Linked DNA regions of Mus musculus: regions 1, 2, 3, 4 and 6 are each linked to region 5. Evidence: chromatin contacts called from public promoter capture Hi-C data. All regions are on one chromosome and are shown on one strand. Each heading gives the region's core, a stretch centred on a gene start, on an enhancer-like site or on the middle of the called end of the contact. The rest is flanking DNA. Distances are from core to core; before and after follow the strand shown.

The links. Promoter capture Hi-C pulls out the DNA fragments that hold promoters and counts their contacts.
Region 1: a promoter capture Hi-C map of pre-B cells shows a contact between it and region 5, with 5 times the contacts expected there. The contact joins the promoter of Dock10 here to the promoter of Ap1s3 in region 5. A contact is called at or near these places in 2 of 39 promoter capture datasets (neutrophils and pre-B cells).
Region 2: a contact with region 5 is called in a promoter capture Hi-C map of pre-B cells, with 11 times the contacts expected there. The contact joins the promoter of Utp14b here to the promoter of Ap1s3 in region 5. A contact is called at or near these places in 16 of 39 promoter capture datasets (the 3T3-L1 cell line, 3T3-L1-derived adipocytes, the C10 cell line and 10 more), 8 of 484 Hi-C or Micro-C datasets (B cells, CD4 T cells, the HL-1 cell line and 4 more), 13 of 115 datasets of contacts at active chromatin or transcription factors (acute myeloid leukemia, embryonic forebrain, embryonic hindbrain and 10 more) and 4 of 9 other capture datasets (adipose tissue, embryonic stem cells, liver and 1 more).
Region 3: a contact with region 5 is called in a promoter capture Hi-C map of hippocampal neurons, with 2.8 times the contacts expected there. The contact joins the enhancer-like site here to the promoter of Ap1s3 in region 5. A contact is called at or near these places in 3 of 39 promoter capture datasets (hippocampal neurons, liver and pre-B cells), 1 of 484 Hi-C or Micro-C datasets (B cells), 1 of 115 datasets of contacts at active chromatin or transcription factors (large pre-B cells) and 1 of 9 other capture datasets (liver).
Region 4: a promoter capture Hi-C map of pre-B cells shows a contact between it and region 5. The contact joins the promoter of Farsb here to the promoter of Ap1s3 in region 5. A contact is called at or near these places in 3 of 39 promoter capture datasets (the SN4741 cell line, embryonic stem cells and pre-B cells), 5 of 484 Hi-C or Micro-C datasets (B cells, CD4 T cells, CD8 T cells and 2 more), 2 of 115 datasets of contacts at active chromatin or transcription factors (Th17 cells and trophoblast stem cells) and 2 of 9 other capture datasets (liver and macrophages).
Region 6: a contact with region 5 is called in a promoter capture Hi-C map of liver, with 3 times the contacts expected there. The contact joins the promoter of Pax3 here to the promoter of Ap1s3 in region 5. A contact is called at or near these places in 3 of 39 promoter capture datasets (cranial neural crest, embryonic stem cells and liver).

Annotation. Positions count from the first base shown.
Region 1 is chr1:80,755,937-80,760,076 of GRCm38.p6, forward strand. Dock10 (dedicator of cytokinesis 10) reads right to left here and starts at 2,617. Exons shown (of 56, transcript NM_175291.4): 1 at 2,390-2,617. The coding sequence starts at 2,512.
Region 2 is chr1:78,655,746-78,659,684 of GRCm38.p6, forward strand. Utp14b (UTP14B small subunit processome component) reads left to right here and starts at 2,080. Exons shown (of 3, transcript NM_001001981.3): 1 at 2,080-2,358. It overlaps Acsl3 (acyl-CoA synthetase long-chain family member 3), which reads left to right and starts at 2,080. Exons shown (of 15, transcript NM_001033606.2): 1 at 2,080-2,358.
Region 3 is chr1:78,423,679-78,427,599 of GRCm38.p6, forward strand. It overlaps Farsb (phenylalanyl-tRNA synthetase, beta subunit), which reads right to left. Exons shown (of 17, transcript NM_011811.4): 17 at 1,067-1,667. The coding sequence ends at 1,516. Among named protein-coding and RNA genes, the nearest start is that of Farsb, 63 kb to the right of the region's middle. Within about 2 kb of position 2,558, at least 38 of the 459 cell types and tissues checked have an H3K27ac peak or open chromatin away from gene starts, as enhancers often do. A contact at or near this core is called in hippocampal neurons, where this site is marked.
Region 4 is chr1:78,486,825-78,490,372 of GRCm38.p6, forward strand. Farsb (phenylalanyl-tRNA synthetase, beta subunit) reads right to left here and starts at 2,073. Exons shown (of 17, transcript NM_011811.4): 1 at 1,961-2,073. The coding sequence starts at 2,018.
Region 5 is chr1:79,669,586-79,673,231 of GRCm38.p6, forward strand. Ap1s3 (adaptor-related protein complex AP-1, sigma 3) reads right to left here and starts at 2,387. Exons shown (of 5, transcript NM_183027.2): 1 at 2,265-2,387. The coding sequence starts at 2,267.
Region 6 is chr1:78,195,562-78,199,500 of GRCm38.p6, forward strand. Pax3 (paired box 3) reads right to left here and starts at 1,575. Exons shown (of 8, transcript NM_008781.4): 1 at 1,104-1,575. The coding sequence starts at 1,188. RefSeq lists a promoter at 1,139-3,129, an enhancer at 2,294-2,904 and cis regulatory regions at 2,294-2,526, 2,682-2,904.

The sequences.
Region 1 (4,140 bases), core at 1,367-3,866, 1.1 Mb after region 5:
TAGAGCTTGAAGAAGCTGGATCAATGCAAACCTCTGATGAACATGTACCATGTAGGCTAATGTTGAGGCTTTAGGTACAGTGGCCCTCTTGGTCCCACTGAGTGTGGTAATGAGTGAAAAAAAAAAAAAAAAAAAAAACCAAACCAACCTTTCCTGCTTCCTTTCAGGAGAAACGGTAGGGGTAGGGGAGAGAGCAGAGCTCATGTCTTCCTGCCAAAATCACTGCCAGCCCTGCCTGCCTAGATGTGTACTATCCCTTGAAATATCTTGGCAAGAGCTGGTTCTGGAGTGTTGGCCAAGGTGCTGAAGTGAGGAAGGCTGGGCACCTGTGCCAGTGAAGTGCCCCTTACTGCTACCCTTAAGAACACTGTGCTCATTCACTGTGACAAGACCTCACTAGGGTTTCAAATGTAAGGTCGTCTTGGAGGGGTGTGTGTGTGTGTGTGTGTGTGTGTGTGTGTGTGTGTGTTTAGAAGGGATACATAATATTTATAAAAATTCCATTGCTGCAGAAACGTTATGAGAATCCACTGCAAAACAAGACACAAATAAAAGAAGCCATGCTATTGCTTCGAGGTGGATGCTAAACCTTGTTATGTTTTTACAAAGAGTCCCTAAAATGAATTAATGGCAAAGCAATTTTAACATAAAGCAAATGACAGAATAACAAAAGCACAAACCTAAGGAATCCCCTAAGACAGTGTTCTCAACCTTCCTCATCTTGAGACCCTTTGATACAGTTCCTCAAGTTGTGGTGACTCCTCCACCCCCAACCAGAAAGTTACTTTTGTTACTACTTCATATCTGGAATTTTGCTACTTTTATGAATTGTCAGGTAACTGTGTTTCCCAAAGGTCTCAGGCAACCCCTGTGGAAGGGGGGTCCTTTGAACCCCAAAGGGTCAAGACTCAGAGGTTGAGAACCACTGCTTTACAAGGTAAAATTACTGTCTTATGTGTGTCTGATTCTGTAATAGCTCCACCCGCTTTTCAGAATGGCCCGTTTTTGACAGTTTGTCTGTTCTTCCTTAAAAATATGCATACAGATATCAAAACCACAGGCTGGCACTGTCAAGGGATTAGGTAACAGTTGAATTGTCTCTGGCAGCTGCATATTGCAGCCAGTGGTGAGGGAAAGGGAAGGAAAGGGCAGCCTGGCTACCAGTTCTTTTCACACTCCAGGCTTCCCCATCCCCCACCCCCACCCCCCACCCTCTGTGCATTTGCTGCTCTGGTCCCTCTGCCAGGCAATTTGCTTCCGCTCTGTTCAGCTTCCCGACCTCTGGCTTTAAGAGAGGCTTCTGGCTGTGGGAACTGGCTCTGACCAGATCTGGCTCCCTCCTCTTCGGTGACTGGCAAAGGCAACACTTTGACACTCTTAAATAGGGTTGTTTAATTCCTAATGGTATTTACTGGCAAAAAAAAGGAAAATGAAACCCACAACGAGGATTCTGGTCCAACAAAGTCAGGCCAAGAGCTCCGTGGCTGAGCCCCACTCTTGCTGGAAGGCTACTCCCTACGGGCTACCCATTTCTACCACAGTTGATGTGCGCTCCCTGCTTGCTGCTTTCATCCCTTAGTGTGACACCTACTGGAATTTATGAATATCTCGTGATGCACGGGTATGATTTGGGCACCTGATGCTGGCTTTTGCCTCAGGGACTTCCCGCGGAAATCACCCAATACTTAGAAGGCATTTCGACAAGGAAGTAACCAGGGGAAACCTTCTGGAAGGAGATTCCCGTGAAATCGCTTCAAAACACACCAGAAGCCACTGGCTACTTAATAACCCACGTCCCCTTCATCCCAGTTTCCCCCAGCTCTTTCTGCAACAGTATAAAGTGGCTGGTTGGGTTCCAGCCTGTGGGGGGAGGGAGATCTGTGCAAATTGCAGATTTTCCTCACTAGATAGAAGGTGGGGGTTTCAGCTTTGGTCTGGCTGAAGAGCTAGCTCACTACATCTTTTCTAGGTTCCACGGGGAGGAGAGGGGCGCGCAGACTTGTGGATCTACAGGTTCCATCCATTTAGCTCCCCCCACCCCTTTATCCCGCCCCCACCCGCCGCCCCAGGTCCCTGTCACCCTGTCACCTTGAGCCAGACTGGATGCATTCCCGCCTCCTCCACCCCCCTTAAAACGTAGGCACACGCTCTCCCACGCAGCTGCTCATCTAAGCGTCCCGCGTTCCTAAAGTCCCCCAATGCGCCTCTGGTCCTTAATTCTTTGGTGACACTGCTTGGAGGAGGTGACTCCGGGGTCGCTCTGTGGGGGAGCGAATTCGGGGTGGAGGACAAGCTAGCTCCCGTGCAGGGGCTCACAGGGCTGGCGACAAGGCCTGTCTGGGGTCCCTGGGCAAGCCCCGCCGTGGCGCGAGGGACGCAGGGCACTCACCCGCTGCTGCTGACGGCTGCTGACGGCCACCGCGGCGGCAGACGCGGCGCTGTGCCGGAGCTCGGCCGCCTGTCCCGGTCTCAGCAGGCTCCGGGTGAACCTGCGGGTCCGCTCCCCGGCCATCGCGGGCCGTGCCGCTCGCGCCTCGGCCCCGGAGCGAGTGTGTCCCGCCGGTCCCCTGGCCGCGCCAGCCTGTTCTACCCACCCGCCGTTCAGGAAGCGGAACTCAGAGCCTTTCCCCCCCTCTTCCCCGCTCAACTCACAAGAGGCGGGTTTTTCTCGCGCGCACCCCCACTCTGCCCACCCCCTTCGCTCCCGCTCAAGCTCCGCGGCGACTTTGCAAACTCTGCGCCTCTCGGGCGGCGCGGCCAACTCTGCCTGGCTAGGGCGCATCTGCAGCGGGACGCGCGTGGGGGTGGCTCCACCCGCGCCGCCCACCCGCGACTCGGTACTGATGCCGGGCTGCCTCTGCTGGGACCTGCTTACCGCCCTATTCTCAATCCGATGCTCATAGAGGGTTGGGGATTTGGCGTTTTTTTGAGGATCAGACCTACATTCTGAGGTTAGGAAGTGGAGAAGGGTTGATCTTAGGTATCCTGTGCACCCTTGGAGGTGGGTCAGAGGTTTTATTAAGTAAGGATCCCTCTGGTGGCTGGGCCCCTTACTTTGAAGTCTCTAGGGGACCCAGATTCCTTACTTGGTCTTGGGATAGTCGGTGTGAATTCACACCTTCCGCCAATTTTTCCTCAACTGCGTCCCTACTCTATACCAGCTACACTGCTCTTGTAAATAAGACCATATAGGATGGTTTACCAAATGCCTCCTTAACTTTGCATACTAATTTGAATTAAAATCTAGTGTCTATCTGGGTAATGTAAGGGATTTCAGGGTGGAAATTAGGATGAATAAGAACTGCTGTTGGGTTACAGGGTAGGGTGAGTAGGACAGGGTGGGTGGTTCTTAGTCTATTTTTCTGCTTTCTTATCAAATCCCCCCCCACCCTTGCCTCGAGCTATCTGATTAAAGTATTCTAAAATTCTTATCTGGAGTCACATGCAGGGTGGTTCTCTGCCCAGTGTGGGTGGGTGAAAGACCAAGGCTCCTGGGAGAGCTGTGTGGACATTCTGGATTTCTTAAGGGCCTTTTTGTGGATCTGTGGCCTCTGGATTTTCTAAAGTTAAAAACATTTTTTTTAGCTTGTGGTGTGCCTGGTGTTTCTCACATAGTAGGCTAACAGGCTCTCTTTGAGGAAAATCTGGGTTACACACAGTGTGACTCTGTCTTAACTTTTTGACAAACTGTAACCATTTCCCCCCCTGTTTTAGAATACTGTCTGGTGTATAGTATAACTGAATAACTCATGATTATGCACGACTCTCAAAGGCTCAGGAAGTCTGAGGCAGTCAAAGACTTGAGTGCTGAGGCAGGAGGATGGCAAGAAAAGAAAAATGGTCTAGAAGCAAAGACTGTAGTAACAGAACATGAGTCATAGTGTGTCTTGGGTACAACAGTTCAGGTTTGAATTTATTTTGCTGTGTTGAAATACTCTGGCTAAAATCAACTTGAGGAAGAGAGGATGCATTGTGCTTAGATCTGGGTGCTTTCAGTTCCGTTCATCTTATCTTACTCAGTCAAGGTCCTGATGCTCAGGGGTAGTGATGCCCACAGTGGGCTGAGCCTTCCTATATCAATCATCAATCAAGACAATCTCTCACAGATATGGCCACAGGCCAACTTGATAGTGGCGGTTC
Region 2 (3,939 bases), core at 830-3,329, 1.0 Mb before region 5:
CGCACTAAGCACCTATAATCCTCTGAGTCACCTTGCCAGTCTCTCTCTCTCTCTCTCTCTCTCTCTCTCTCTCTCTCTCTCTCTCAACAAAACACCATCTTCTGCTTCTGGCAGGCCTAGACCTTACTAAATAGGCTAGGCATGCCTCAAATTTAGAGATCTATCTGCCTCTGCCTTCCAAGTACTAAGATTAAAGTTGTGAGTCATCACACCCTGTTGTTTCAAAACAACAACGACAATAAATAAACCTAGGTGAGGTTGGAAGATTGTCTGGAGTTTAAGGTTAGCCTGTGGGCTTAGTGTAAGCACGAGTTTCCAGGTGTAAACAAAGCCTAAAGAGGTGTATCACACCTGTAATCCTAGAATCACTGTGAATTCTAGGCCACCCTGATCTACATAGTAAAATCCAGGCCTGTCTGAGCTACATGAGATCTTGGCTCCCACTCTCCCACAAAGAACTAAACAACCATACAAAGAAGCCTAGTGAACAGAAGCACAATAATTTCTGTTTAACTAGTATTAAACAGCAGACAATATTCCAATTCAGTATTTGAATCTCAAGAGTATTTTCTGTTAAATGTAAATACATGCCCATAAAATATTGTTTAGCCTATAAAGAGATAACGAAGAAAGATGTCCCTGGAATTCTACACATGTGTTTTATGTTTGTTAACTGGGGAGGAAGGTTCACTATTAGTTTTGCTGTCTTGAAGTTGCTTAGTTTTTCTCAAGGTTTGCAGTTCTGAATGACCACTTCTGAGGTACACATCTTCATCCCTCTGTAGACTGGAAATTCTGCATTCCTTTTATTGGCAGGGTTTCCTTGGGAAATGTGAAATTCCTAGTAGGAGCAGGCTGCTTGAGTCAAACACTATCTGTTCTTTCAGGCAATTAGACTGGCTAGGGGCCCAAGGTGAGTGAGTGAGCTGGCTTTGTAGAGTGTATCATGGCTCCACCTAGCTCAAGTCCTGGCAGCCTCCTCGGAGTTTTTAAGATTGTCCTGGGAAGTGAGCCTCTTTCTGCCTTAGCTTGAGGCTAGCACAGCAACTCGACCTTTCACCTACTTAAAGAAAAGTTCACAGACCAACTAAATAATAGGTTAGGTTAAGAAAAAACAACTCTGCTACGAACAGTCTCTTTCTAATATTACACTCCAGTGGCTGATTTAGTCATTTGTGTTTTGCTGGGTGAATGTTTTGAGTGGGGGGAGGCAGTTGTAAAATAAATGCCTATATCCTGATGTAGTGTCCAAGAGGATCTATACAATGGCAAACTAAACAACACACACAGTCATAAAGATTCATAAAGCTTTTTTTTTTTTTTTTTTTCCGAGACAGGGTTTCTCTGTATATCCCTGGCTGTCCTGGAACTCACTTTGTAGACCAGGCTGGCCTCGAACTCAGAAATCCGCCTGCCTCTGCCTCCTGAGTGCTGGGATTAGAGGTGTGCGCCACCACGCCCGGCTGATAAAAGATTATTTTTGAGTAAAGTTTCATCCTTTGCAAACATGAAATGTGGGTATGCGAAGATTTACGAGTAAACGGGATACACGCTGCATTAAACGAAGCCCATGCAAGAGAAATAATACAGGGCATGCTTTGAGCTTTCCCCTTCACAAGCATTTTCAAACGTCATTTTTTTTTTTTTCTCTTTGCAAGATTTGCTAGAAATCCGTGTTCAAACTAGGATAACGAACCCAGTCCTGAGAAGAATGGGGAAAAAAAAAAACAAGCAGGTTATTTCTTCGTTTATATTGAGATTTATGCATCGCAGCAGTGAAGGCGGGTTTTGCAGTTCTCAGCGGGGGCACCCTGGACGCCTCAGGTCTTCCCGCCCTGCGCCCCCTGCCCAGCTCCCCTCTGCAGCTGCTGTAGCTGCGGGTCCGTCCCGCCGCTCCCCTCCCCAAGGGCTCAATCCCCGCCCTGCGAGGGCCCCAGTCGGGTCCAGCCGTCGGCGGCTCCGCAGAATGACCCATAGTAACCTCGCCCCGCCCCTGCCGCCAGCACCGCGCTCCCCAGGCCGGCATTTGATAGGCCGAGCCCCGCACGCGCCACCGCCCGCGGGCCAATGGGCGGCGGTCTCTTTGCATATGCAACGAGCGCCAGCCCGGGGTGCGCGTCCAGGACTGCGGCTCAACAGACGCTGCTCAGCCGGCGCCCGGGAAACGTCGCTGCGGTTGTGGCCGCGGTCGCGGGCTCGGACGAGGAGGCGGCGGCAGAGCGGGAGGCTGAGCCGGCAGCAGGCGGTCGTCCCCGTCTCGCAGGGCGGCCCCAGCAGCTGCGTCAGGGTCCTGAGGAGGTGGCGCTGGGCAGGAGCCGCTCTGAGGAGCAGCCAGGCCTGCGTGGGTCGGAGCCCGCGGTGAGTGCGCGCAGCGCCCGTTGTGAGGCGATGAGGGTCGCGGGATGGCGGCCAGGCCTCCCTCCTCCCACTCGGCGAGCGTGCATGCCGCTCGCCGGTGCCTGAGGGGACTCCTGGGCCGCGGGGTGCTGGGCCGTGGCGAGGGTCGGGGAAACGGGGGTTGGTGGAGGGTGAGTGGCGAGTAGGGCGTCCTCGCGGATTCGGGGAAACCGCCGGCGTGGAGCTGCGGGCGCGGGAGGAAGGATGCACCGCGGCCTCCTCCGCGGGCGCGGGCACGTGGGTGGGGTCGTCCCGCTCCACGCGGCCGCGCGGCGTCCGTGGGAGGTACCAGCGCCCAGAGGGTCCCTGAAAACTGCGGGTGTGGGACAGGAAATGCGGGTGCGGGCGGTGGGAATGGCGTGGGGAACCTCTGGTGTCTCCTCCTAAGTGCGTTTTAGTCTCGGACGAGTCAGTCATGAGATGCATACATAGGCAGCCCCGGGGGTCACTTGTGATCCCCGTGATGGGATTTCACAGATGAAGATCCAACTGTATGGTCCGTTCTGGTTCTAGAACAGGTATTCCGATCACTTGTACATAGAGCCCCTCAACTTAGAAAGGGCAGGACAGTTTTTGGGAATCCAGTGGAAACTAGAGAGGGGGGATTGATAACTGCCTAGAATGACAGAGCTGGCATTTACTGAGCTTTTTTTAAAGGCCACACACCAAGAACTTTGTGCATGGCTATGTTTACATTGTTAGTCCACCGGGACGGTCGCACATTCTCAGTTTTACAGCGAGAGAGCCTGCACTGTGGACACGTTAACTTAGCCCAGATCTGAGCTACTAGGAGAAGCTTGAGCCCCAGGAGGGCCTGTCTGAATCTAGAACAAATCTCTGATGGCTTTAGTAGCAACAGCCCTCTGTTGGTGTTTGAATGGTTTCCGTGGCTTTGGGTTTCTAGGTTCTTTTGGGTCTTAGGGGTTCTGCAGAGCTGTAGTTTGGTGTTTTTGTTTTTCCTGTTTGTTTTAGGCTGTTTTGTATGCGCACTTTGGCTCTGAGTGTTGTTGAAGGGTGCTGCTGAGTTGCCCCTAGAAGTGCATGCAAAGCTTATTACAGAGAGGGAAGTGTTGGGACTTGAGAGTGCGTTTTCTGGTGTCTCCCTGAGCACCCCTCACATGTAGAGTTGAAGGCTGATTGTATTTTCTAACTTAGGCTCTGATTCTTCTGTCATAAAGTGCCTTGACTCCAGTGTGGCCACAGGAGAGGGTCACCTGGTATCTTTGGAGTCCAGTTACTGGATTTGTAGGACATTTGGGCCGAGTGACTGGTACCCTGTGAGTCCCAAGATGTCCTCCTTGGAGAAAGCAAAGAAAGAAGGACACACTGAAGGACACTGTGTGTGGGAATAACACTAGCGCCTTCCTGATTCAGTTAATTGTTCACGGAGAGCCTTCTCATTGAGTCATGTCAGGCATCTTAGCAGGTGCTGGGAGATATAACAGGGATAGGTTGATCTGTCCCTGTGCCCTCAGGCTGGGATTAGACTACATGCCAAGGATTTTGTAGATAAATGGGTGATTGCAACCTATGTTACATGCA
Region 3 (3,921 bases), core at 1,308-3,807, 1.2 Mb before region 5:
TAATGCAGTTAATATGTCGTTTCAGGTCATTACTCTCCTTCTGGTAAAGTGGAAGAAAGAGCCAGAGTCAATCACACCAATGCAGCATCAATACCAAAAACACAGGTCAACACAGGACAGCTCTCAGCAATATTTCCCTCCTGAGCCACTGAACCTCTCTTGTTTAGTGCAGGAGCCACTGTGTGACTGGCTAGTTTCTACTCAACTTGCTCCTGTTTAAAGATTTAAGTATCAATCATGTGTGTTCCTGGCACCCGAGCAGGTCAGAAGGTACTGGATCCCCTGGAACCAGGGTTACAGTTGTAAGCCATCAAGTAGGTGGGAATCAAACCCAGGGCCTCAGCAAATGCAGTTAGTGCTCTTAGCCAGTCACCTCACCAGCCCCCACAATCTCTTCTTCGTCTACATCAATAGGACCATGTGTATGTATGGCTTCCTCCTCTTAGCATGCTTGGGCTCATTTATGTTATCAGGAGTCCATTCCTTATAAGGAATGCATGCCCTTCATAGAAAGGCTATGTGGTCTGTGACCTACTATATATAACATTGAACATCTGCATAAAAACTGCTGTGTGATCATGCAGTTCCAACAGCTAGATGGTGTTTCAGGTTTCAAGAAACCACCAAACTCCTTTCCTGGCTATATCATTTTATATCCTCTCAACAGCAGAATGCAACAGTTCCACCTGGACCACCAATATCCGGTCCATCATTTAAACATGAGCCCTTTTTACATTTTAAAAATATATATTGGTGTTTTGTCTACATGTATATCTATATACCACTTACGTGCCTGGTGCCCTTGAGGACCAGAAAAGAGTGTCAGACCTAAACTTACAGATGGCTGTAAGTTGCCATGTGGGTGACAGGAATTCAGGAATTAAATCCAGGTGCACCTTTTCAGCCCCAAGAGTGGCCATTTTAAGGAGTGTGTAACAGTTTGTCTATGTGCTCTCTATCTGTATCCTGAGGAGGACGAATAACCTTGTCTTATAAAGTTGTAATAAACTGTATATATACACACATACAAAAACACTCACACATATTCACAGACTGACACACCACTCAGATACACATATATTCACATATAAATCAACTTAAAAAAGATGACTTGAAAGGTTGTCACTGCTTGGTCATACTGATTCTGAAAACATTTTCCTAAAATGTTTTATTGATTAATACTTATCAGGTTTAGAAAAGGCTTAAGGCTGTACAACATGTGTTCTAGTTGATGAGTTGTTTCCTTCTATTCAGGAGGAGTCAGAAGTAACCAATACTCTGAAGGCCAAGCAAAACTTCCGCTCCCAGAACTCACCCTGCCTGTCTAGGGCACCTCTCCCCAATGTGGTACATGCAGATACACACCAGCTGTTCCACACGCTGGCCTAATGCAGCTACGCAAGGAGTCAGATAGCACATTTCACTTTATTAAACATTAACGCACAAATGGATATGTGCTGTAAAAGAGGGCTGAAGGACACCACAGGAGCAGAAAGGGACACTCAGAGACCAACCTCACAAAAAGGGCTCAATATTGATTTCCAGAGAGGAACAGGGCATGGTCAGCTCAAATTTGGTGATAACATCAGGATGAAGGACGCCTAGCTTCCCAATGCTTTGACCTCCAACAAAGATCTCAGCACACCGTCCAGGGAAAAAGGCAGAACCTGAAACAGAGAGTGGGAGAAAAATCAATGATCCTTCTGAAAAAAAAAGTCAATAGCCATTTAACACTAAAAGCCTACAAGTCTCCTTTAAAAATAACCGTTCTTCTTTAAGCCACTGTCTGCATGGCCGCGCACCCTTGCACTTGCTAGTATGAAGGCGCACTAACAGCTACACCAGGAAACAATCGTGAGAATAAGAGCCCTGTTCTTGAGGCTGCAGGAGTGTCATCATTTCTTAGGGGCACAAGGAGAAGAAGTAAAACTGAGGAGCCTCCAGGGACAGAACAGACAGAAGCAGGTTTCCCACATCAGTACTTGCTGGCTACGAAGGCAACTGTGGCTCCATTCACTCCTTAGCATGTCATACTTCACTTTATTACACAAGAAGCCCACACTGAAATACCACAGCCACAGGGACCTGCACGTGTGCTCATAGGCCACGTCTCCACGATGCAGCCTGTGTCCCTGTTTGAAAAGAGATCTGCCTCTAAGCATATCGGGCACGCCATCTGTAAAGCTCCGGTGACGGCCACAGCAGAGCCACACTGGTCTTAGCTGATTCCGACTTCACTTCAAGGCAGGCAGAGAGCTCTCTTTATTTGCTGCCAGAGCTCTGCTCCAGCTTCCCACCCAGTAACCATTCTGGAGGCTTTACCAGCTGAAAATGAACCACCAAGCTGGGCCACCCACTTCCTAGCCACTAAATTACCAGTGCCACTGGTAATTACCAGGCTTATCAACATGCTGGACTCTGCAGTAGTTTAAAAAACAATGCTGATTCATTTCTATCAACACCCACTTGAAAAGGGATCAAACCCACAGCTCCTGAAGGATTCAAGCAAAATGTTTACTGGCCTGAACTATAAATACACAGCAGAACTGGGCCACAAGCCTGCAGTCTGCCACTCAGAGTGAGTGCATTATTTATGGGGGAGCAAACTGCTGAGTCTCTAATAGCTCCAAGGTCAGCATAATTAAGAATATAGAGTGGGAGGGGTGGACAGGGGCTCTACTACTATTGGGCTAATACCATGGAGACAAGAGTTACAAAGACTGCCCAGTCAAGGTGTAGAGATACTTGCTTCTATTCTCAGGAAAGAACAGAAAAAGATTTTTGTCATTCTCAGCCCAAAGCAACATGGCTAAACTATTTTTTTCACATCTCATCAAGCTAAGTGATTCTGCTTCACAGTCCAAGCAAGCCATCCCACAAACTCCATTTAAGTGCTACCGCTGGCTCTGTGCCCTAATCCACACTCAGGAAAGGGTTGAGGAAAAGAATGCTATAAAACAATTCAGAAACCAAGCTGGATAGATATAAAGAATATGGCTAGGATAGTAATTATGGTTAAATCTGATAAAGATGACACACTCTTATCCTGTGAAATGAAAATACAACTTAAAAGACAACACTACCCATACAGACAAGACTGTCAACTACATCCCCAACAACAACAAGAAAAACAGGGAGGGAGGGAGGGAGGGAGGGAGGGAGGGAGGGAGGGAGGGAGGGAGGGAGGGAGGCTTCAAGGCAGAATGAAGAGAACTTTTCAGATGACAAGCCAAGGCAGCTTTCCCCAAGTGCACTCAGCACCCCACACCCGTCCTCCCTGTAGACAGAGCTGTAAGGCTGCACACATAAGCAGCAGCAGTGGACGATGAGGGTGCTCCTGATGAGGACAAGGACACTCCTGAGAGGACTCTGGCTTGCTCTAAAGGCCACCGGGAGAGGATATACCCAAGACCTTCCTGACAGCCTTGCTATATGAAGCTTTCCTTTTATCTATTTTCAATTCCAATTTGATTGGATTCATTGTTACTGAAGCATAAAACCAAACTATTTTAGAATCTAAGCCAGATGTGCTGGTTCTGACAATGTTAGCAAAATAAAGCCTAAGACAAGGAATGAGAATTTTTACTTCATATAACAACATTTGATTCAGCATTTTTAGTAAAATTCAGTTATATTCTTCTTCAGTTGCCAGGTTTACTTTGCCGATAAACTTGGACCAGATTTTGCTTTAGTTCATTAATCAGGTAGATAGATAGTAACAAAAATATTTATATCAAGAAATGCAATTTTCTCTCTTTCCAGAGAAAAACAAAGAAAAATCCATATTCAAAACTATTTAACATATCCCAAGGTAAAAGAGTATTGAAAAAGGATTCAAATGTCAAAAGTTCACACTTTCACTGGGCCCAAAGTCACAACTGCTGCTCAAAGGCTCCTTAGCCACCAGGCTCCTCACTCTCC
Region 4 (3,548 bases), core at 823-3,322, 1.2 Mb before region 5:
AGGCAATCGCAAGGAGGATTAGGAAGACAGAGCTGCGCCAAGGGCAACAGGGGAAAGGAAATGCCCTGGGCAACAAAAACTGCCAAGAGAAATGGAAGGTGACGGCAGCTGGAAATGACAGTGGGGTTCAGATGGGCAGCAGCCCTAGAGGGCTCAATAAGGTGACATGTAAGAGCACAAAAAAAGAGAAAGAGGCAAACAAAAATGGAAAAAAACAAAAAAAAAAACAAAAAACAAATGACACCCACACTTCATTTGGAAACTACCTGTTCTGGTGAATAGCCTTTTCCAACTCCAACCACCACTGAGCTGACATTTAAAAAGATTTCAAGAAAGAAGGCAAGAGAAACAATGAAGATTAGTACTAACCCATCTGGTGTATACCTTAAATACCATCAATAGGTATGAAAGAATTTCAAAAGAGCCTACAGTTCACAGTCGGTGTGGGGAAACCAAGCTTGTTGGATCACTCACCATTTTAAAGTGGAAGGAAAAGGAAACAGCCAGGGAATGTATTAAAACATTATCTGATGATTGCGAGCAGGTCATAAGCCTCATTGTCTTTTAAAATTTGGACAATCTGGTACTTTTCCATAGATAAGGGTCTGACTAGGAACTGATTCCAAGTTGTTCATCTTGCCACACACCATCATATGAACTTCAGAGACAGTGACCACCAGGAGAGAGAATATGATTTAGAGTAACAGGGCAAGTGAGGTATATTAATAAGCTTACTATATAAGGGAAACTGGTTAGGAAATTAAAACCACATTCCAAAAGCAAAGCGATTTCCTGTTTCTAAGGCCTTGGTCACAACTATAATTGTATCACTTGGGAGACTGAGTCAGGAGGATTGCCACAAGTTTAGAGTCAGCCTGGACTTCAGAATAAGGTTCTGTCTCCAAAAGAACAACGACAAAATCCGACAAACACAGGGGGTGAGTAATATCTAAAGTCCATCCTTAGGAAAAAAAAATCTTAAAAGTTTACTTGTACGACATCAGTACTGTGGTGTTATGAACCTGCTCCATTTTGTCCTCTAATTTTGGCCTCTAATACTCAAAAACAAGGAGGCTCTCATAAAACACTCGCTCTGACCTTTATAGAAGCTGATAACTACAGGGTGAGGCTGATACCATTTCAACTTACTACATCTGTGTTGGAAATGATAATTTGACTAATATTTACCTCCCTTCCCCCCCCCCCCACAATGGTTTAGTTTTAGAACTGAGAAAGAGGGAAGTGTGTCATGAATGCTAAGCCCATAGAAGTGATTCCATTTAGGGGTCAAATCAATGTTAACTATCAAATGCTACCCCTGCACAAAACCTGGTTTCCTTTCCCAGAAACATTTAGCATGTCCAATAAACCGTTTTACTAACATCATGGTTTGTTATTTTTCTCATGTATGTGTCATGTGCACAGCTCTACTCCCAAACACTGCCTGACACACTTCTGGAGCCTGGTCAACACTAAAATAAAGCCAATGCCGGGCTTGGTGGCACACGCTTGTTATCCCAGCACTCAGAAACTGAGGCAAGAAGACCGACAGTTCGAAAACAGCCTGGGCTACATAGTGAGACCCGCATCTTTCTTAAACGTCTCCCCTTCGCTGTCAATCTGGTTCCACAGCCTACAGTTGTGATGGAACCCAGGGTACGTTTCCTCGTCTGTGTCCCGACACCAAAGTCCGTGCTGGGCACGGAGTTGGAGCTCGGTCTCTAAATGAATGACACGGAGAGCCCGACACGCGCTGATGATGCAACGGAGCCACCGCGGAGCTGGTTCCGAGAAGCTACTTCAGCGCAGCCGAGTCTCCTCGCCCAGCAGCGCGCCCCTGAGGACTCTGGCCGTGCCGGGCCAAACCCCACGTAGCGGCATGAACGCCGCCAGCACGTTCTTCTGCAGGGCGAGCAGACTTCCCCAGGCACCGAGCCCAAGCCACGGGGCGGGCACTCACTGTAGGTCCGGCCCAGGGCTTGGAAGAGCAGGTCTCGCTTTACGCTGACAGTCGGCATGGCGAGTCGTGGACACTGCGCCTGCGCCACATGCGGGGCCTCAGCGACCCTAGAGTGAAGGACCCGACGCTCCGCTCTTGGGCTGTCTCACGTGATGCCTGTCTAAATTCAACCATTTGCACATCCGTTTTCCAGCCGAATATAGGAAAACACCTCTCTCTGGATTATTTAACATAGTTCTGTTGTGACGATAACCAAAAAGTTTGGAAAATAGGTGTAATCGGGTGGAATTATCTCTATTTTGACAGGCAAGAGTGAGAACAGACCTCAGAGGCCTGGATGCTTCCCAAAGCCCTAGGGAAGATGCCAAGTTGGGTAGGCGGAGCGCTAGATTGGTGGGAAGGACTTCCAGGTAGAGAAGTCCGCCCAGAGGTATTTGAAAAGCAAGGTAAACGGATGCAAGACTTCCTGCAAAGAAGAATATGCAAATACTAATGGCAAGGTCTGTTAACAGGCCACATTTTTTTACTTTTTTGAGACAGGTTTCTCTGTCGCCTTGACTGTCCTGGAACTCGCACTATAGACTAGGCTGGCTTTGAACTCCGAGAACTTTTGAGATCCGTACCTCCCTAGTGCTGGGATTAAAGGCATGCGCCACCACTGCCGGGCTTTTACTTAATCCTTTAACCCTCTTGAAACTACAGATTTTATACCCGAGCCTTGTTCGAACGCAGCAGCAGCCCTGTGGGTAGGCGTTGTTAGAGACCGCAGGACTTTTCTGTCAGATGCTGTACTCAGCCTAAAAAGTGCACGAGCAGATTTGCTCCTTAGAATAACTCTGAGGGACAGTACGTCAAATCATGGGCCACTGAGATGTCAGGACTTAATCCCGTGTAGCCTGCAAATGCTACTTTATGTGGTATCAGAGCCTATGTGGAATAAGCTAAGGGTTTTGAGATGGAACTTAGCCTAGGTTATTAGGATGGGCCCTAAATGCAATTGACTGTAGACTCAATAAGCGGAAGGCAGTGATTCCAGTAAGGTCACTAAAAAAAATAAAGTCAGTAGTCTTCGAAACTGGAAGAGATAAGGAGGGAAATCTCTCCTAGCCTATTCAGCAGCCCCCAAAACACTTGGATTTGGGCCAGTGAAATTGCTTTTGGGTTTCTTGCCTCCAGAACTTGAATATAACAAAGTTCTGTTTCATCTCATTCATTATTCTTTATGATTTGAGATAAAGGCTCAACTCTATAGCTGAAGCAGTCCTGGAACTCATCCTGTAGCTCTGGATGGCCAGAAATTTTCAGAGTTTTAAGGTGTCCTGAAAGACAAGAATATAAGTTACCTCACCAGACTCAAGTTTCTGTTTGAAATCAAAAGTTTGTAGTACTTCCTTTCAGCAGCCATGAAAAAACAAATACATCAAAGCAGGAAGATAAAACAGCCATGGACTGTGGGACTCACCTAACCTGTAAGGCATAGCAGAAACATTGCTTCCTCAAGAGAAAATAAAGCAAGGACCAACACTGAGGAAGTGAGAACCCTTCACTTGAGGAAGCAGAACTGAGGCTAGACTTAGGCCATCATAAC
Region 5 (3,646 bases), core at 1,137-3,636:
TTGTATCACACATGATATGACGCCTGCAGTTCATATCACACATGATATGAAGCCTAGAGTAGAATGAACCACTTTCTGAAAGTGTCTTCTGAGGGAGCCAACAAGAGATAGGATCTAGGAATGAGGAAGGAGTTGTCACTCTGGCTGTCAGAAGCAAGGGTTTACTAAGCTTGTGAGCAATAGAACCAGATCCCTTTTTGCTCGTGACAGCAGAGCAGGAGAGCTGAAATGCTGCTGAGCACAGACAAGGGTGGAGTTCCTTAAAGCACTTGTGTGTGTGTGTGTGTGTGTGTGTGTGTGTATGCTGGTTCATGGTCCTGGGGCGTCTCCATGACGATGAGAACGCCAAAGATTTTCTGTTTACTGAGCCAGTGATACTTACTGCGTTAGAAAACAAAACAGAAAAGAATAAACTTCAGGTATTTACTAATTCAGTTGTAAATAATAAAGGGGGCGGGGTGTGAGGGAAAGAGAAAGAACATTGGTGCCGTGAAGCATCATATTAGAGTTTGGCAATAGAATCTAGCCCAATAGAAGACAGCTGGATTTGTTGGGCTATTAATATTTCAAAACACTGGAACTCAAAAAAAAAAAAAAAACCTTCACTACAGCCTTAGAATGCAGATTAAAAGCATTAGCATCCTTATGAAAATGGGTTTGATCTTATGACCCGCTAATAAACCCTTTGGGATCCTTCCGGGCTTCCAGGCCACCAATGAACACCTGTCCTATCAGTTAGGAACAGTTTGCTATCCCACTAAACAAATGAACAAACCCAGATGGAGGTCAAGCAGCCACAGGTAAAGATGACCACCTGGTTTGGAGGTTGCAAGGGTGGCGGGAGATCATGGAGAGGAGGAGCTGGCTTTGCCAGAAGTGCTAGTAACACTATTTCCTGACAAGGGACAGCAAGGCGCGCCCGCACACACACACAGGAGGACAGGGACTGGAGGGAAAGCTGGAGAACCTTCCCAGATTCTGAAGGTCATTTGACACGAGAGGAGAAAAACAAAACTCCCACCTTGTGCTGTTTAGAACTCAGGGCCTTACCTCAAATCCTGCCCCTTCCTCAAGAAGTAAGCAGCTTTGGGCTCCATAGATACTTGGGAACCAGCCTTCATCCCACCTCCATTAGGCAAATGAGCTATCTTCCTGGGTACCTTGTTCCTTGGGAAACTTGAGCAAGCCAAGAGAGCTGCTCCGTTATTTACAGGGGCCTTTTTGCACCCTGCATTTACCTCAACAAACAAAAAATGGGCACGCTGGGAACCCTGCCGACATCCTCTGGGCTATCTGTCCGGGTGTCTCAGCAATGGACTACTCCAACTCAACCTTCTTTCTAAAGTCACCTGCTCTCTGTCGTGCATCCAGAGAGTGCCTTCAGGAGGTCACTTCTCTGAGAATTTGGGAAGTGTGCACAACCAGGGAAGTGGGACAGGCTACCAAACTAGTCACTGTCCCAGCAGAAAGCCAGCGCGAGAGAAACCTCAGGTATTGCTTCCACCCAGAGCTGGATATCCACTTCTGAGTGTAGCGGGTCTCCGGGCTTTCATCTTGATAGGAATTCCACCCCACGCCCCCACCCCCCCACATCTCAGTCCATTCTCCATCATCAATCAAAGGGTTCAGGAAGTGTAGAATGGATACGGTCACTACTCCTGTTAAAATTCGAGCGAATCAAAACCCAAAACTCTACTTTATGAAGAACTGCTACCTGGTATCCCTCCCGCCTCTCCAGCCACAAACCGGGGTTTCATTTCTCCTCTTCACAGTCGCTCACCCCTCCAACTGCTGCGCTCTACCAAAACACCTCGGGGAGCTCAAATGTCACTTCCTCAAAAAGGCCACCAAATCAAAAATTACCTCTCAGGCGGGTTTCTTGAGGCTTGGGAGTTCTCCTCGCTCTGGAAAGTTATTTTTATTTCACCATTCCATCACCGTCTCTTTCCCTAGGCATCCTTTCCTACCAGTGTTAAGCACCTGGTCCCCCGCGACATCCCCAGCGCCTGGCTCGGACCAAGCGATCAGAGAAAGAGACTGAAATGAATGAAGAGCGGTGCCCGGTGTCCGTGGGACTCGCAGGAACGGGGAGACCTGCACTGTCCGGAGCAGCCGGGCCACCCTCGCCTGTGACTCGGCGGTACCCAGAGCCAGGTTAGGCGCGTACCCCCTCCCCAGCCGCGTGTTCGGCCCTGGAGCCGCAGGTGTCACCTGGAGCGCGCACCGCCTCGACCAGCTCCATCACGATGCTCAGCCCTACTCACCATGGTCCCGGGTCCCTACAGCAGCGATTGCCCGGGATGCGAGGGCCAGAAGAGACTGTAGCAGCCCGGGCGGCTGACAGGTGAGGCGCTAGCCTCAGACCATGGCTACTTCCCACAATGCCCTTGAACTGAAAGTTTGCAGACTCCTCCCCGCACCGGGCTGCTCCTCCCCTCCGCTCCTCCCACACACCTTCCTCCTGGCTTCCTCAAATTGTGTCACTCCTTCTCTGCCTCTTCACAAGCCTCCCGCTCCAGCTCCCCCTTTTACCCTTTCTCACTCCCTCCTCCTCCCCCTGGTTCTTCCTTTGCTCTCCTGCGCCACGGGGACCCCGCAGTTCGCCACGCCCCTCATCACCGCTAGCCCCACCCAGGGCAGTGCTTACACCTGCGCGCGCACCTTCTGCGCTGACCGCGCCTGGTGCCCCAGCTTCCCTTTTGGTCTGGGGTCTGCGATCCTTCTTCTGCTGCCACGTTGTGTGCTTCATGAATGGGACTGGCGACCTTCCGCCAAAAGAAGATGCTTGCCTTTACACCTGAGAAAAGTGTAAAAAGCAGTCTGGCCCTACACCTCAGGGAGAGAGCAGTTCCCAGAGCTAGAAATACATGAAAAATGTTTTCACACACACTCCCTTGAGTTTTGTTTTGCTTTTTACCAAAATTGCAATTCAAGAACATTCATAGCCCTCTCCGCTTAAAGTTTTCTATTACATTAAGGTACTGAAACTCGGGGGGGGGGGGAGTGGTGTTTGTTTTTCTTCAGCTGTTTTTCTTCCCCTTGATTTTTAGGCCTAGACTGTTTTGTTATTTAAATTAAAATATAATTACATCATTTTCCCCTTTCTTCCCTTAAATTCCCCTCTTCCCCAGGTATACCCACCCACCCTGCCCCGGCGCAGTTTCATTTGAAATCGTGGCTTCTTTTTTCTTTAGGGGTGTGTGTGTGCGTGTGTGTGTGTGTGTGTGTGTGTGTGTGTGTGTGTGTGTTACTGCTCGGTCTTTTAGTGTTGCTCTTATGTGTATGGTTTCAGGACAGACCACTTGGTATTGGCTAAACAATTAGGGGAGTTTTAAGCCGGAATAAAGAATCTCCAGGTCTCCGAGTTCTAAGCAGAGTTTTAGCACAGATTGATTTGGGGAGAATGGGCTGGTTTCGCCATATACCCAAAGAGAGACAATGACTCTTAAAGGTTAACCTTTGTCTAAATGGCTCTTAGACCCATAAGTCGACGGAATTCCTCTCCAGGATCTAATCTGAACCATCTGCAGGATATAGACACCCCGTGCCCCCCCAGCCCCCATCTAGGAACAGGAAAGCAAAGAGAACTCCAGCTGGGCTCCCGAATTCCTGCCACTAATGCCTTTCCTTCATGCCAGGCCCTATG
Region 6 (3,939 bases), core at 325-2,824, 1.5 Mb before region 5:
TTCTGCATCCTTCTGGCCAATTTGCCTGTGACAGTTAAAACACAAACCACCAAGCTCTGGGCTCCCAGTCCCGGACCCTTAAGGTTCTATTTATTCAAATAATTACCCGATGCAAGGTCATATAATCTTTTGGAAATTGAGCGATCGGAATGAGGTAACTGGCTGTAGAGAAACTGTATTTTCTCTTTTATTTGGGGGAGGGGGGCTGTGCTGCAAGTTGGAGGGAGACCTAGGACTGATGTCTAAAATGTCTTGCGATAACTGCCTCAAAGTCCTGAGAAGGCAGAGGTCCCGATAAGGGTATAGTAGGCAAGGGTTGGGGAGGCTCCCGAAAGGAGACACAGGTGACAGCAGGTATCACCTGTTACACTTAAAAAATAAAAATGGCAGCGAGCCTAGCTGTGGACACCACTGCCGAAATGACCGCCCTTGCACGTCACGTTTTACTCTGGATCGAGGTCGAAGGGCTCCTCCAGAACCCCAGTCTCCTGCTTTTACTTCCCAAATTATTTGGTCGGGTTCGGGTTTGCAGTAATTTCTACCTCCCCGAAATTTCCCAGCACCTTTAAGCAAACCGAAAGGCATTGCCAACCATTTTAGAAACTTCGAGATGCCACTTGAGTTGAGTGGAATTTGCTAATCAATGCTAAAACTTTTCAACTAGGAAGGGCCACCAGAATTTTTCACAGCAGGAAAATTCTTGCCGAACTAATAGTAGTTATTCAAAAGTGAACGCAGCCCGCACAATTTCGTAGCAACTTTAGGTGAACAGAAAGAGAACTTGCTTCCGGCGCTGCGAAGCTTGTTCACCTTTCTCACGGCAGCAATTCCGAAACAACAGGGCAAAGTGGAGCCGGCAGGAGCAGGCCAGGCAAGCTCCGAGAGCTTGTAGTGAGCTTAGCACTCCGTTTGCAGCCAGAACGTGAAATGGGGCTTCTCCCGCTCTCCACGAGAACCCCCTCCCCACTTTTGCTTCTTGGGTTGAGAAGTACCACGGGAAGAGGCTCCCGGTAAGGCACGAGTGGAGGCCCTGGAGACCAGGATTGGGGTGCGGCAGCCAATCCCAGGCCCGGGGATCCGGACGAGCTGAGGCCCTAACATACCTTCCAGCGGGAAGCCGCTGCGTGGGTAATTCTGCCCCGGGCCGGGCCGCATCATCCTGGGCACAGCGCCGGCCAGCGTGGTCATCCTGGGGGCAGCTTCGCTCGCAAATTATATCCAGGTGAAGGCGAGACGAAAAAGCGAGCACAGTGCGGCGGGTGACCCTCGGGAACTCTCCGGATCTCGGAGAGCTCCTCCCCCAAAAAAGGCCAGAGAGGGAGGCGGGGCGCGGGGAGGGGGGCGCTAATAGATCCAAGTCCACAGGCTCCAGAGGAGTCCCTTGAGTGCAGGATCCCAAGCCCAGGGCGGACGAGTTTGGTGCGAGTCTAGCAGATCGGCCCCTCAGCTGGGGCTACTGGCAAAGGTGCTCACTGCACCGCGAAGATCGGGTGAGGGAGGGTGGTGACGAGGCAGGAACACGTCCCAAGTCTCCTCCCGTCGTGACACCGAGTGCAGGGATCCGGACTAGGGAGCATTTATTAGTTCTTTCACCCAAAGCTTGATCAGGAGCCCTGAGCTGCGATTGGCCGAGGAGGAGACCGTCCCGGGTGGCAAAGACACGCGCTGATTGGGCGACAGAAGCTACTTTCTCTTCCCATCCCTGACGGTCCCCAGGCCTCCGCCGACCCAGAGGGGGACTAGCTCTGTGTCCCTTTCTCAAGAGAAGGGTGGACAGGTTGAAACTAGGAGAGGCAGCTTGGGTGGCAAGAGCCAGTGAGGATGGAAAAAGGCTCGCGGTGTCCCTGTCCCTCTACATGAGATTCAGCCTTGATCATCTTGGTTTTCTATTACTCTGTCCTAATCTCTTTCCGCCTTTCTCTGGAAACCTTGCTATATCCGCCCCTTATTTCCTCTGTCTGCCCCTGCTTTTCACCTGTGGATTTCGCTTCGGGATTACTAATACGGAGATGGCGGTGGAGCAAATTTGGAAAGGGGCACAGAGAATTCCGGATGTGTTTCCTTTTCCTTTCTCTGGTCTGCCTCTGGGCCTGAGCTCCCTATGTGAGCCTCCCAGAAAGGCATCTCTCAGGAAGAGTCCAAGATGTGCCCAGAAGGTCCTTTTGTCTTTCTTAGGCTGGGAATGAAAGACAGGTGGCATAGCCATGACAGAGACTGAAGAGGTTAGGCCTCCCCTGGGCTCCAAGTTGCAAGCAATGGGGAAGCCAGCTCCTTTTCTTGGTTTAAAAACCCTTCTGAGAAGCGGGGACTTTAAATCTCCACGTACACATTCATCCCCGATGCACTTGCATCTATATGTTGAGGTTTTGCCCGGGTGCAGCGTTTGTTCTCAGGAATTTATTATGGCATTCAGACTAAACTGCTGGAAAAATAAAAGAAGCAACGTCTTGGCTAGGAGCTGAAGTGTCCCCAGCAGGATATGACGCCAGGAGTGTTGTAAAGACTGTCTGTCCTTAGAGAAGGTACCATTGTGCCTAGCCTTTTATTTATAACTTGGTAAGTGCCAGCGAACACTCCTCCCTTACACCCCCCTCCCGTGCCAGCCCCACGTTCTGCGCTGCTCTTTATTCCCTCAAGTCTATTCAGGGACTGTCACTCTGGGGCCGAGAGGTATTCAGGGCCTTAATCAATCAAAAGGATGAGAATCAGGCAGGTTTTTTCCCCTTTGAAATAAAGGAAACAATGACTTCTGGGCTTCAAGTTCCCTTTTCTTTTTATGATATTTGAATTTTTCCTGCCCCTGAATCCTCCAACCCTCTCTCCATGTCCTCCCCCCCCCCATCTCCTTTGACAGTTTTGATGTGAACTCAGGCCCCCAATCCTACTTGCCCACCCCCTAATTAAGGCAAACTCAAGGGGGGGGGGCGTGCGTGTAGTTGTTCAAAGTCCCTGAGCTGGCCCTTTAAGAGTTCACTCCCAGTGGAGAAAGCTGGGTAGCTCTTTGCTCCCCCTGAAGTCAAAAGGGCTTATCGACCCTGGGAGCAGGCGAGACGGGCCTCTGGGGACTCCAGAAAATGTCTGGACACCCCACCCCCACCCACCCACATTTGGGGAGGAGCATTAGAGCTCACAGTGGAGAGAGAGTCCAGAAGCTGTTGGCCCGCAGAGCTGCTTAACCAAGTTTTATATAAAATAATTCAATTTGTCAAGGCGGGAAACTTTCTCACTTCCTTTCCCCCTACCCCTGGTCTGGAGTCCTTCAAAGTTTGGGTACTTGTTTTCGAAAGCACCATACACCCTTGCCATCTGAGGAACCAGACTTTTCCAAGATTTTTGCCCTCTCAAAGTTGAGCAGAGCCGAGTTTAGCACTTTGTCTGGTCAGCTTTAATCAGTGGGAAGACTAGGGACCAGAGGTGTATTTCAAGTGGTTAAATTCAGGCTGCACACTCAGTGAAAAGGGACCCCTCCTGAGGGTTAGAACCCTGTGGGGATGAGTCGCCTCTTTTTTTTTTTGTCCAAGACTTCAGTGGCATGACCCCAGCTCTTCAGAAGGCGGCTCTTACTGGACAAGGGTAACTTGTTTATAATGGGCGGCTGCAGATACCTTTCCGGGTTCAGACACTTCTCTAGGACACTTCCTCCGCAGTACTGCCTGTTGAACAGCTCATGGATGCCAGCTGAGAAGCGCATTCATAGACTACTTGCCACCTGCTACGAAAATGTCTACTCAGAGGCAGCCAGGATGGGTCGTGGGCAAGAACCGTGACGGAGTTTTCCTTCTCCCCTTACCTAGCACTCTCCAGTTCCACCAAAGGATAAAAGCCAACTCACCTCCACACACAAGATCCCAGGGGTTCTGAGGGCACTGAGAGGACCCAGCCACAACGGCTGAGCCATTTCTAAAATTTCATGGCGACAGCCAAGACAGTGATACTCGC